Linked DNA regions of Sus scrofa: regions 1 and 2 are each linked to region 3. Evidence: chromatin contacts called from public HiChIP or PLAC-seq data. All regions are on one chromosome and are shown on one strand. Each heading gives the region's core, a stretch centred on a gene start, on an enhancer-like site or on the middle of the called end of the contact. The rest is flanking DNA. Distances are from core to core; before and after follow the strand shown. Region 1 holds the start of LOC100739365 (protein NipSnap homolog 3A-like). Region 2 has its middle 95 kb from the start of SLC44A1. Region 3 holds the start of ABCA1 (ATP-binding cassette, sub-family A (ABC1), member 1).

The links. HiChIP or PLAC-seq counts read pairs in DNA pulled down with a chosen protein or histone mark.
Region 1: a contact with region 3 is called in an H3K27ac HiChIP or PLAC-seq map of alveolar macrophages. The contact joins the promoter of LOC100739365 here to the promoter of ABCA1 in region 3. A contact is called at or near these places in 1 of 5 promoter capture datasets (liver), 8 of 47 Hi-C or Micro-C datasets (embryonic fibroblasts, epiblast stem cells, fetal heart ventricle and 4 more) and 2 of 2 datasets of contacts at active chromatin or transcription factors (alveolar macrophages and skeletal muscle).
Region 2: a contact with region 3 is called in an H3K27ac HiChIP or PLAC-seq map of alveolar macrophages. The contact joins the enhancer-like site here to the promoter of ABCA1 in region 3. A contact is called at or near these places in 4 of 5 promoter capture datasets (fetal liver, fetal skeletal muscle and liver), 22 of 47 Hi-C or Micro-C datasets (adipocytes, alveolar macrophages, brain and 14 more) and 2 of 2 datasets of contacts at active chromatin or transcription factors (alveolar macrophages and skeletal muscle).

Annotation. Positions count from the first base shown.
Region 1 is chr1:246,126,845-246,130,892 of Sscrofa11.1, forward strand. It overlaps LOC100739365 (protein NipSnap homolog 3A-like), which reads left to right and starts at 2,578. Exons shown (of 6, transcript XM_003480558.4): 1 at 2,578-2,778. The coding sequence starts at 2,719. It overlaps LOC106509227 (ATP-binding cassette sub-family A member 1-like), which reads right to left and starts at 2,537. Exons shown (of 4, transcript XM_021067030.1): 1 at 2,366-2,537.
Region 2 is chr1:246,451,780-246,455,558 of Sscrofa11.1, forward strand. No RefSeq gene overlaps it. Among named protein-coding and RNA genes, the nearest start is that of SLC44A1, 95 kb to the right of the region's middle. Within about 2 kb of position 2,317, at least 13 of the 83 cell types and tissues checked have an H3K27ac peak or open chromatin away from gene starts, as enhancers often do. A contact at or near this core is called in alveolar macrophages, fetal liver, liver and 2 more, where this site is marked.
Region 3 is chr1:246,275,886-246,280,159 of Sscrofa11.1, forward strand. ABCA1 (ATP-binding cassette, sub-family A (ABC1), member 1) reads right to left here and starts at 2,607. Exons shown (of 51, transcript NM_001317080.1): 1 at 2,328-2,607.

The sequences.
Region 1 (4,048 bases), core at 1,328-3,827, 150 kb before region 3:
CAGTAGAAAGAGAAAATTAGAAGATAAAGTGGAGGCAGAATATCTGAATAATAGATGTTCCAGAGATTGCTAAGAGAAGAAAAAAAATCAAAGAAACACAATTTTTTTTTCATAATTGCAGAGTGTCCAGATTAAGAGGGTATACTAAGTGAGGAACAATAGTTGGAAAAAATACATACTTGAGACACCCAATTGTGAAATTTCAGAACACTAGGAACAAAGAGAAAACCATAAAGATTTCCAAAGAAAGAGAAACAAGTCACAGACAAAGAAGCAGGAAGCAGAACGCCATGAATTTCTTACTAGAAGCTATAATACAATGGAGAATTGGCTTTGAAAATAAAATAGAAAGAAAAACTCTTTTCAATGTAAAATTTTATACCCAACCAACATAGGAATCAAGAGTTTTAGTAGAACAAAACATTTTTAGACATGCAAATCTCAGAAGTTTAATTCCCATGTACCCTCTCCTGAAATTAGGTGTTTAAAAAAAGCTACCAAATCCTGGCAGCAGGAATTCTAACACAAGGCAAAGGAGATCCCAGAATTACTACCATGCTATCATAGAAAATATTTAGTCCACACTGGAACAAGGGAACAAAGGACTCCCAAAAGATAACTCTAGAGGATGAAACTGATAAACTCATTAATGGGTTTAACCATACCAAAAGAAAATTTATTCTTTTAGCAAAGAATTTGGTAATTAATGACTGATAATGAAAATAGAAACACATGAAAAAGAGAAATTAAAAGAAACAGTCACTTTCCTATTGATTAAGAACACAGGTTTAAGCCATAGGGCAGTAGCTTAAACTAGAAAATGACTTCTCATGTAAAAAAGAAATCCTGAGACAGTCAGTCCAGGACTCCTAGTGTAGTGTTCTGTGACGTCAGAACCTAGGCTACGTCTTTCTTGTTCTGTCATCTTCAGCATGTGGTTTCCAAGAACTCAAGCCATTACACCCATATTCCAGCAAGGAGAAATAAGAGAGGGCAACAACCACCTCTCCTACACAACATCACTTATAGGAGGTCATAAATGCACTAACCCATATCACTGGCTAGGACTTAGACACAAGGCTGCACCAAGCTGCAGGGGGTCTATCGCTAATTTTTAAAAAGGTAGAGTGGGAGAAGAATGGCTATTGGGAAATGGCTAGCAGTCTCTGCTACCTCCCTCCAGCACTTTCTATTCTCTATACCCTACTTTGTTTTTCCTCATTATATTTATTAATTTCTGATATATATTTTCTCCATTTGTTTATCTGTTCCCCCTAATCTGGAAGTGGCAAGAGAACATAAACTTTGACTTCTGTTCACCTCTGTATCCAAGTGTTTGGAAAACTATCTGAAGCATAAATGAACATAATTCATATGGGTTGAATAAGGGAATAGTTAATTCTAGAAATTAAATTAAATAAATTAAAACAAAGATCCGGTCCAAGTCCAGATGCTATGGACGTCCATGACCAAAAAAAACCTGACTCACCTTCTCAGGAATTACTAACTCTAAAAAGCCTCCCTTCCCCTGGATAGATGATTCTAAAGTCTTCACACCAGGCACAACCAAGACAACCACAATGGAAAGCCCTGTAATCATTCCCGTCTTAGTAACATAAGGAATATTACTTTAATGTGTGCATGAACGGGACTATTCTGCAATTGGGTTTAGTTACATTATGCTTGTAGCTTTGTGTGTAAAAAGGAATGTAGTTAGTAATAAAGGCGTAAACATCAATATAATTAAATTAACAATGTTATATTAATATTATTAATGTAAACATTATCAGATTGAGAAAGGAAGTGTATTTGAGGGGAATGATATGTATCAGACTTAAATCCTCATCTTCCAAACAATCGACAAGATTTATAACTGAAAATATCAAGAAATACCAGAAAACGCATACAAATTTTAAAAAGAAAAACAAGCACTACAAGAAACAGCTGAAAATGTTGAAAGTATTTACTCCAGGGCCCAATATCAGGAATAAGGAAGACAAGATCAGAGGTCTGCTGTTTTGCTTTCAAGGCTATTCATAAACTATTTGACTCTGTGTATTAAATTTTGAATTTTCGAAGCCAGTTGGGGTGGTCCCCATTCCTCTGAGCCCCTGAGAAATATAATCTATATCATTTTTAGAAGCCTAACAAGGTCATAGCTAGCGGTGAAGCTAGGGAAAGAGAATGCACTTAATGCCCAAAAGTGAAGACTGACTGGTCTTTAGCCAAAGGAGAAGCACCCCCGAGCAAACAAACAAAAACACCAGCAAAACACGTCCACAATTTCAAAGCAAAGCATGACACAGGCACCCACCCTGCCTCCCCAGTAGGCGTACACAGAACTTTTATCAATGGTAGGTAATACCACATGGAGATGAGGTGATGGGCCCAGACTGATGGTACAGGGACGACTCAGCATGCAGCTGATTCTAAAGTCACTTCTGACGCTGGGGCTAAAAATCGGTGGAGAAACAAAAACCACCTTAAGGCTGGAGGCGACACCAAACCGTCTGAGGCCCAGCCTTCTGCCGACTCCTGGCAGAAGGACGAGCCCGGCCACGCCCCTCGGCCGGAGGCGGAGCTGAGCCGCCGAGCCCCGCCCCCCCAGCCTGATCCGCCCGTCGCCGAGTCGCTGCGCCTGCCAGTCCGGAAGCCACAGGAGGAGGAATTTAAGGACGAATACTGGCCATTGTCCTTCTCAGACCTCCAAGCTGCGCCATGCTTGCTCTCCGAAGCGGCCTGGCTAGGGCCTTGTCCCCGCGGACGCTGGCGCCTCAGGTACCTGCCGCCGGGACGCGCCCAAAACGTCCCCAGGGGGAAGGGGAGGGGAAGGGAAGGGCGTCTCGGTGGGTTTGCACCTTCCGGCTGGACCGCTCAGACGTGGGAGCCTTGTGGTGCTGCCCACATTCTGTAGCAAGACCCAGAACCTGGAAGCGGGGACCATGGAGCCAGCAGCAGGAGGACGGGAGCCGTTGGGAGAAGACCCGCTGCTATTGTTGCCTCCGGTGGCTGGAAGGCCGTGGTGACAGTGGGTGTTTTTAGCCTAGGCGTCCTAGGACACCTGGAGCCCAGCTGCTGCGTGTTTGCGGCTTTGGCCTTTACACCCATCGCACTGGGGCCTCGACAGACTCTGGAACTCTCCATTGGTTTGTGTTTTGACCATCCATCCCACTCTAGTCCCCTATTAGAGGTTCTTTGCAAAATGCTCAGAAGTTTTGTAAATCCTTTAAAAGAGGGAGGCCAGTTCTGTTGCCAGAGACTGGCTGAACTTTTTTTCTCCTTCACCCTTTAGGATGGTCGGGCATCCTGCGAAAGGTGCCCACGTCAGACAGGGTCAGGAAGCTGCTAGCAAATGTGATGCAGCCTTTTTTAAAGTTAGATGAGAAATGTACAAAATAGATTTTTGTGATTCAGCTTTTTTTTCATCATTGGCTTGCCTTTAACTAGACTTAATCCTTAGGCTTTTACAAGTGGAATCAATCAGAAGGCAAGGGTGTAGAGGAATGATTTTCTAATACTTTTCTGGTAAACTCAATTTCTTCTTTGAAGTAGAGTAGGCTTTTATGTTCACAAGGTTATTTATGAGTTACGAAACAATTTTTCCTGTATGCCCCCATTCAATCTCAGCTGCCACAATCAGACAAACAGCAGCAGGACACTTTTTTCTTGCATCTGTAGTGGAGTAATTCTTGAACTGTCTGGGCCTATTCTAGTAATCTAACCTAGAGCTTTGTTTAGGTCTAGGTCTGTACTTCTTAAGGGAAAGGATGAGAAGGGGGTTTACATAGACACTGACTTTCTGTGAAGACTAAAGAACAGCGATAAAGGCCCCTTTGTTGCCAAAGCCCAGCCTCTGTTCATCTAAGCCAAATTGAATCTCTTGGAGTCAGAGTTTTGGGCGAAAGAGAAGAGAATAGCTTCATTGCTTGGCCAGGCAGAGGGGTACAGGCATTTCAGGAGGATGTGGTAAGGAGTTATATATAGCAGTGGTTCAAGGACAGGATTGCTGGTAAGGATCAGGGTTGATGTAAGGCCTGTATTCCTTTAA
Region 2 (3,779 bases), core at 1,067-3,566, 180 kb after region 3:
CAGGGACAGACGTGCAGCAGCTCCTAAACAAATGTTACCGACTATGTGGATGGCAACAGACTTCCATAAAATATCTGCTTCCAGTCAGGAGCATAGTAGAAGAGAAGCCTCTACCGCCTGGGCCCGTGTGGTCAGGATGCTGCCTTCTAGGAAACAGTACTTAACAACTGTCTATACTCACTGTGAACGACTGTAGTGGTGGTTACACTCCTAATGAGTTAGCAAGCAGTGCCCCTGGCTGTGCCCATCGAGACAGCAGGGGTCCTCATCCAGACTGATGGCTTCATGAGAGACAAACCTAAGAGACCAGATGGGAGCAATCAAAGAGACAACAGAGTCAGTTCAGCAGATACTGGGGGCTGCTGAGAATGCCAGGGAATCCGGGCTGAGAAGATACTTTAAGAGGGAGAAAGACCCTGGCACAGGACGCTTGGTCTAGGCTGTGTTTCCAGACCCCACCAGTGATGCCTATGCCTTAAAAAAAAATTACTCTCTTAGTTTCAGCTAATGTTCCATTAATCTCCTTGTTCTGTGTTATTATCTGGACACTGCAGCTCCACTGCCCACTTATGGCTGAATACATACCTATTTATACCACAAACTCTGCCCTGGCCACAGTGCTCCAGGGATCCCCTCATTTCTGCCATCTGGGCTCTCTCCTCTGCCCCAAGGCTCCTAGGCAGCCCCTACCCACCATCCGCCCCATTCACACCTTTCATACTCCCTCAGAGGCACTGTGAGAGCTTGGTTGATGGGACCACATTATTGGGGAAGCAAGGAGTCTTTCCATAATAACATCTGAAGTTAGAGAACATTAACTCTGTATGCTGACTCTAACAACACTGACCACCCCCAACATTTATTTGGTAAGCATCTGCAGTGTACTAGGCACTGTGCCAACTGCTCTACAGGCATCATAAATTATTACAATTTAACTCTCAGAGCAACCCTAAGAGGTGGATACTGGTATTATCATTTTTAACATCCCCATTTTATATATGAGGAACTGAAATCTAAGAAAGGGAATTCTCCCAGGACAATAGGGCTAATAAGCAAAAGCAGAGACTTAACTTTGAACTCATTAGTTAATAAGTAGTAATAGAGGCCAGATACTACTAGACATGGGGACTCCAGGGAGAACAAAACAGATCCAGTCCCTGCCCTCAAGAAACCCACTGACTAGTAGATTAGGCAAGCTTCAATAACTGCCCTAATTGGCCACAGAGCAAGGCTTCAAAGCCATGTTTTCTACAGCAAAGCCCAAGCATATAATTACAACACCTTCTGCCTCTCTCTTACTGGAAATAGTCCCTCTGTGAGAAACAAAGCCCTGGAAGTTCTCAGGCTTAGGAGAGCTACATATCTATATGACCAGGTATGATGGTGGGTAGATGTTGTGTATGAGAGTCTGGAACACATGGAACGTCTTTTAAGGCTTTGTTCAAATGTCATCTTCTCAAAGAGGCCATTCTAACCATGTGACTCCTAACAGTACCATCAACCTTTCCCTACTCACTTTCTCCATCCTACTTATCACCTTCTTTTATAAGATATCACTTATTTATTATGTCTATTATTTGGTATGAGTTACTCACACTTTAATATAAGTTCTCCAAGGGCAGAGAATCTTACCAGTTTTGTTCACTGAGGTATCCCCAGTGCCTAGACAGATCCTGGTACACAGAAAGTAGCCAGTAATTATTTTTTATGTGAATCAATGAAGGTGAAAATTATGTGCAAGTTTAGAGTCAGGTGGTACTAATTAGACAGAAGCCAGCCCAGAGCAAGAAGAATTGAGCTGGGAACTAAGTTCCCAACTGGTAGAATGAGAGTTGACCTCTCAGCAGTCAAGAGAGGTATGCTGTGAGAACTGGAAGTAAGTGGCCAAAGATCACAGCCTGGAAACCAGAAGACTGCAGGAAGTAGTGTAGCTATGCATCTCTGTGCTCAGAGCACATCAGTAATCTGACAGCCAGGAAGCCAGGGTGGATCAGGAAGTGTACGGCCATCTGCGTTCTGTAAGAACCAGGGAGTCAGGGGGTCAGAGGAGCAGTCAGGGGTTGGGGATCAAAGCAGGCAAAGGCTGAAATCCAGGAAGTTTGGGAAGGCAAGATAATGGTCCCCAACTACCAAAACACAGAGGAGAGCCCAATCCTGAGGCAGGGATTGTGAGGGCTAAGGTTTCTTTCAAGTTTTCTCCCAGGAGACCTGTGATCCTTGAGACTGCAAGAGTGAGCAGAGCAGGGGGTATGGTTTAATGGCATACTTTAGCTACAGATAACTGATGGTGCACGTCCCTTCCAGCTTCAAGTGTAGCAATATCATGTTTGTAGCATGAAACCAGCCACAGTGGAAGTAGTGACACAATGGAAATTGGCAAATGCTATAAGTCAGGGGTTGTTTGCTTATTTGTTGGGTAGCTGATTGTTAAACATTCACCAGCATACCACTAGTACAGTTTATTCTGGAACTGAGGCTGTATGGAGGCTTTGTTCTCAGCTAGAAGAAGAGGGGGGTAGAAATGCAGGTAGGTACTTAGGCTAAGAAATACTCCATGGAAAGCAGCTGTGCCCTTGGGCAACCACAGATAGAGCAAGGAGCCAACTTAATAGAACACTTCTGTGGAGTTCTCGTATTCATTATGGAACTTACACAGGAATTCTATCCCTTAAATTTGAAAGCCAGAGACTTGTTTCGACCCATTTATTCATTTATTCCTTCATTCAACAAGTACTAATAGAGGACCCATCATGTGCCAGGTGAGCACTAGACCATCAGGCTAATGAGACAGATTTGTTCTTGCCTCATGGAACTTAATACCTAGCAGAGGAGTCCACAAATTATAGTCTGAGGACCATATGTGGCTTGTAACCTCTTTCAATAGAGCTTTCAAGTTAGGAAAGGTTTTTGCATTTTTTAAGGGTTGCAAAGAAGGAAGGGGAAGAGGAAAAGAAGGGATAGAGGCCATATGTGGCCTGCAAAGCCTAAAATATTTACAAAGCTGGAGACTTCAAGCAGTACTACAAAGCTACAATAGTAAAAACAGCATGTGGAGTTCCAATTGTGGCTCAGTGAAAACGAATCTGACTAGCATCCGTGAGGACACAGGTTCAATACCTGGCCTCGCTCAGTGGGTTAAAGGATCCAGCATTGCCATGAGCTGTGGTGTAGGTCACAGACACCAGCTTGGATCTGGCATTGCTGTGGCTGTGGTGCAGGCCAGCAGCTACAGCTCCGATTCGATCCTTAGCCTAGGAACCTCCATATACTACAGGTACAGCCCTAAAAATAAACAAACAAACAAAAAAAACCAGCATGGTATTGGCACAAAAACAGACATATGGATCAACAGAACAGAATAGGAAACCCAGAAATAAACCTATTAGTTGACATACCTATGGTCAACTAATCTTTGACAAAGAAGGCAAGAATACACAATGGGGAAAAGACAGTCTCTCCAGCAAGTAGTGCTAAGAAAGCTGTACAGCCGCATGTAAATCAATGACATTAGAACACTCCCTCACACTATACACAAAAATAAACTCAGAATGACTTAAAAGCTTAAATATTAGACATGATGACACAATAAAACTCCTAGAAGGGAACACTGGTAAAAACATTCTCTGACATAAATTATAGCAGTATTTCTTAAGTCATTCTCCCAAGGCAATAGAATTAAAAGCAAAAATAAACAAATGGGACCTAATCAAATTTATAAGTTTTTGCAGAGCAAAGGAAACCATAAACAAAATTAAAAGACGACCTATGGACTAGGAGAA
Region 3 (4,274 bases), core at 1,357-3,856:
TTATTCATTTTTAATAATATAAGCATTAAGACTTCCTAGAGCAGAGGTTGAAAACAACCAAGTCCTAATCACCCTTTTCCCATCTTAAGCTACTTTCTCACATTAACTGTAAATATGTTCTAAGCCAAAATGTGTCCAGGGCCCATCACAGGCCTCGATTTGGATATAAATTGAAATACTTGTAAGGGTTAAGATTTCAAAGGTTTATCTGGAGGGGAAACACATAACATCAGAGGAGTCTCCTTAAAATCATACACATTATTCTGGAACACCAGGCTTGGTCCCTGAAAAGGTGCTCATAATTACTCTGACTACAGTAGCAATTCTTATCCCTTAAATGCACTGTGGTCACTGAAGGCTGATCACTTTGATTCTATTGCTTTTTCTCAAGTAAATACCAATGTGCTCTGCATATCCAATGTTTTCCCCAAATTCTATCAGTTATTAATTAAACATTTTACAGGCTGACAATGGAAACTTTGTACTTGAAAATTATTATATTATCAGAAGAGAGTCTACTCTGGAAGCTTCCCTATGCTTTCATACTTTCTTTGGGAGCGGTGGGAGAAGTGCCTCAAGAGAAAGATATGAACAACAAACAGTGGCCACTAATTTTGCGGTAGGCATGAGGAAATTGGGCCAAAATTAAAGGGGAGATGAGAAATTAAGTACTTTTTTAAAATTAGGATTTAAGTTTTGTCTGAAAAGAAGATCAAAACTTAAAATTGAGTCCCAAACTACTGTTAAAAGAACCAGTAAAACTCTGTTTTTGAACCTGGAAGATTTGGTGAGGTGTTTGTGGGGAGGTGGGGATTAGGCTTAGAAAGTGACTTACTGATTTTCATCACCAAGGAATTTTTTTTTTATCAATTTTGTCTTCTATTATATGAATGTATATATACCACTCACTCACTCTAAGTGTCACTAAAAAGTCTGTTTTTAAAAGCTAATGGTACCGATGTTGCAAAAGACAAGGGCCCATTATTTCTAGCGTCACTTTTCTTTCTTTTTCCTTATTTCTCTTTCGCAGTCTCTCCCTTTTTCTTTCTCCTTCTCTGTCTCTATTGTTTTTTATTTTGTTTACTCTCTTCTTTCTGATAAGTACTGAAAAAAAGGCACCTACACACAACCCTGGCACTGACCCACGCCCCTAGAACCTTTGGTTTAGCAACACTCAGGGAGTAGGAAACCATTCTAAGAAAACAACCAGATGAGCTTTCGCCTCATCCCCCAGGTTTCCTCCCAGTCTGCAACCATCAGCCTTTACCGGATCTCAGTCGGAGCCCGACAATGCCTCCTAGAGCCCGGCTCCACTCCAGCCAACCGGCCCATTCCCAGGCGACTCGGCCAGGAGGCGCTGTGGGTCAGTCCCCCCATGGCCACTGGCAGCCGGCGCCCAGCCCTCCCTGCCCCCACCGCGAAGCCCAGCCGGCCGCCACGCTCCGAGTTCTGCACCGCCCTCCGGGGTTACTCTCGGTCATTCTGCTTCACCATCTCGCCCCAGCTTCCCCATCCTTGCCCAGTCTGAAGCTGCCCCCCAGCAGACAAGCAGCAAAGGGCAGGAAGATGGGGGGGTGGGCAGGGGAATGGACACCTCAGCTCCCGGTTTCCACAGGCCCTCCTCTCTTAAGCCTAAGGTTTTTAAAAGAAACGAAACTCGTCTCCGGCTGCGCCAGGGATTCCAGCTCCAGAGAGCGTGCAGAGACCGTTGGCAGACCCCCAGGTTAAACAAAGCCCCCGAAGCCTCAAAGGAACAATAGCGCTACGAACCCGGTTTGGGACACCTCCCAGACGCGTTCTTGCGGGCAAAGAAAGCTCAGCTCCAGTCTCGGGGTGCACGGGACCGACTCCCAGGTCAAAGCCCAACTCAGACCAGCTCCTTAAGAACTAAGGGCGGACAATTGTCCTGATGTGCGCCGTCCGACCAGCAGCAGAAGAGGTTTCCAGCCGGCTCAGGCGCTTCCGAACAAAGGGAAGAGCTCGGTGCCAGACCTGCCACTCTCCCGACTCCGAGCGCAGCACCCCCAGCAACACCGGAAGCCCCCGATTCCACTGCCCCTTAAGTACTGCGCCCTGGTCTCCGCGCTCAGAGATGCTCCTTCCGCTCCACCGCCCGGCGAGTTCTGAGCGTAGCGGCGCCGTGTCTTGGGGTCGCCACAGCTCATCCTAGGACGCCTTCCCCCACTTACGCTGCCCCCGCCCCATTTGCCCTGCAGGAGGTGGGAATGTGGGGGTTCGGACTAAAGTCTCCGAAACCCAGAGCTTCGCAAATTCCCCTCGGCCCCGAAACAAAACAGTAACGCCCGAGTTGCTGAAGAGCGTCTTACCTGTTTTCCACTTTTGTGTTTGCGTCTCTTGCCCCTGCCCCTTGAAAAATCCTTCCCGAGAAGTGTGGGAAGAGGAGCAAAGTGCCTGGAGAAATTGGCTGTGGCGGCGCTGGTAGCGCGGAGACCCCTGTCCAGCCCACCTTCGCCAGGGGAGAGAGGTGTCCTCAAGGCCCCGGCTGCACTCACTCTTCCTCGGAATTACCCGGGTTTTGCCGCGACTAGTTCCTTTTATAGATTCGGCGGCGCTGAGCACAGGGGTTACTATCGGTCAAAGCCTGTTCTCTCCCTCCTTCCCCGCCCGTTTTCCCGGCCTCTGTTTATGTAGTTCAGTCACTCAGTAGAAAGCACGTGGAGCTGCGCCCCGCCCCTTAAATGGGCGACAACCGCCTCTCACGCCCACTGGGGGCGGAGGGCGCAGGTGGTGGTGCAGCCCGCCTTGCCCCGGCATGGGTCTGAACCTCTCGCCCCTGCTGGGCTCGTCTGCCCAGGACCAGAGGGAAAATCGGGGAAGGGGGCTGCGCCCGCTAGAGACTCTCCTGCACGTTCAGGGCAGCCAGAAGCACTAGTAGAAATCGCTTCCTCTAATCTCGTGCTTTCAGCAGTTTTTGTTCCTTTGTTAACTTTTTCAGTCTGAAGGACCTGGGGGAGGTGGGGAGGGGAACAGAACTCTAGGCCCAAACCCCTCAAGATGCTAACCCTTTAGTCTTCTCCTTTCAAATGCCCAGGATGTGGGACAAAGCGGTCCCCTGGACGATTGGCTGGGTGTGTTTTCCACCACCAACCCTGGCTTTGGAATTCAATTCAGTATTACTTTTAGGATTCCCAGGGAGGACCCCTGAAAAGTGGTCTTGCTCCTTTTCTTTGCAAACTGGGAGGAGGAGGGAGGCCACAAAAACAAACAAAAACAAAGAATGTGGACCAACTCCCTTTTAATTTTCATCATATTGGTCAGCGGCTCAGTGACAGATGAATACATATGGCTTGTATTTTGGTTTCTACAAATTCTCAAAGTGCAGCTGGAGAATCACAGTCTTGTAAAATTACATAACCATTCCAGTTCACCAACTTCTTCTGGCATTGGCTTTGACAGGAGCAAGACGGCCCATACATTGGAGGAACAGAAGCAAGTGTACAAATGGAGGGCCATATACTTTAATTATTTAACTCATAAAACAAGCCAACAAACTGTAAAAATATCTTCTACCTTGACAAAGATACCTTTGGAGCAACCTGGAAGTATGGATTCCTCAGGCTGTAACTTGGGTTTGGCAAAAAATGGTGGAGTGGAAGAGCTGACCATCAGACCCCTTTCTCTTCCTGCCCCAGCTCCATCATATTCCAGAATAACCTCCAGCTATGTATGTGGACCCCAAGCTGCACAAGCCCCTCCACACTCAATCAAGGCCATGATTTGAACCCAGGTACACATGTCAGTGGTTTTGTTAACACTCAGGACGGATCCTTTGGGAAGGCCCTGGCAGACTCTGGAAACATACTTAGAGGCCTTAGGGTATGGAATTCTAGGGTCCCACCTATTCATAACTCTGGTGGCATGGCCCCTGGGTCCTGTGGACTGCCCACCCTTAGGAAAGGATGAGGTGCGAGGCTGGCCAGAGCCAAGCCTTTTGAGGCCCAGAGCCCAGAAGAGGAGTCCCTCTTGTCTAGGTCAAAGGACAGTCCTAGCCAAAAGACTGGGTTTGGGGTCAAATTGACTGTACCACCTGATCCACAACTTTCGGCCCCCATTTCTTCACCTATAAAATAGAATATATATTTATTTCCCTGCCTCACAAGGGTTTTCTGAAAGTGAATTTTGTTCAGCTGAGCTCCTGGGAAGAATGACTATAAACAAAGAAGGTGTTGGTAGCTGACTAACGAGGTCATTTTTAGGTATCAGCCATGGCCTATTAAAATTTTCCCATGCCATATCCAGATAAAACTTTCTTT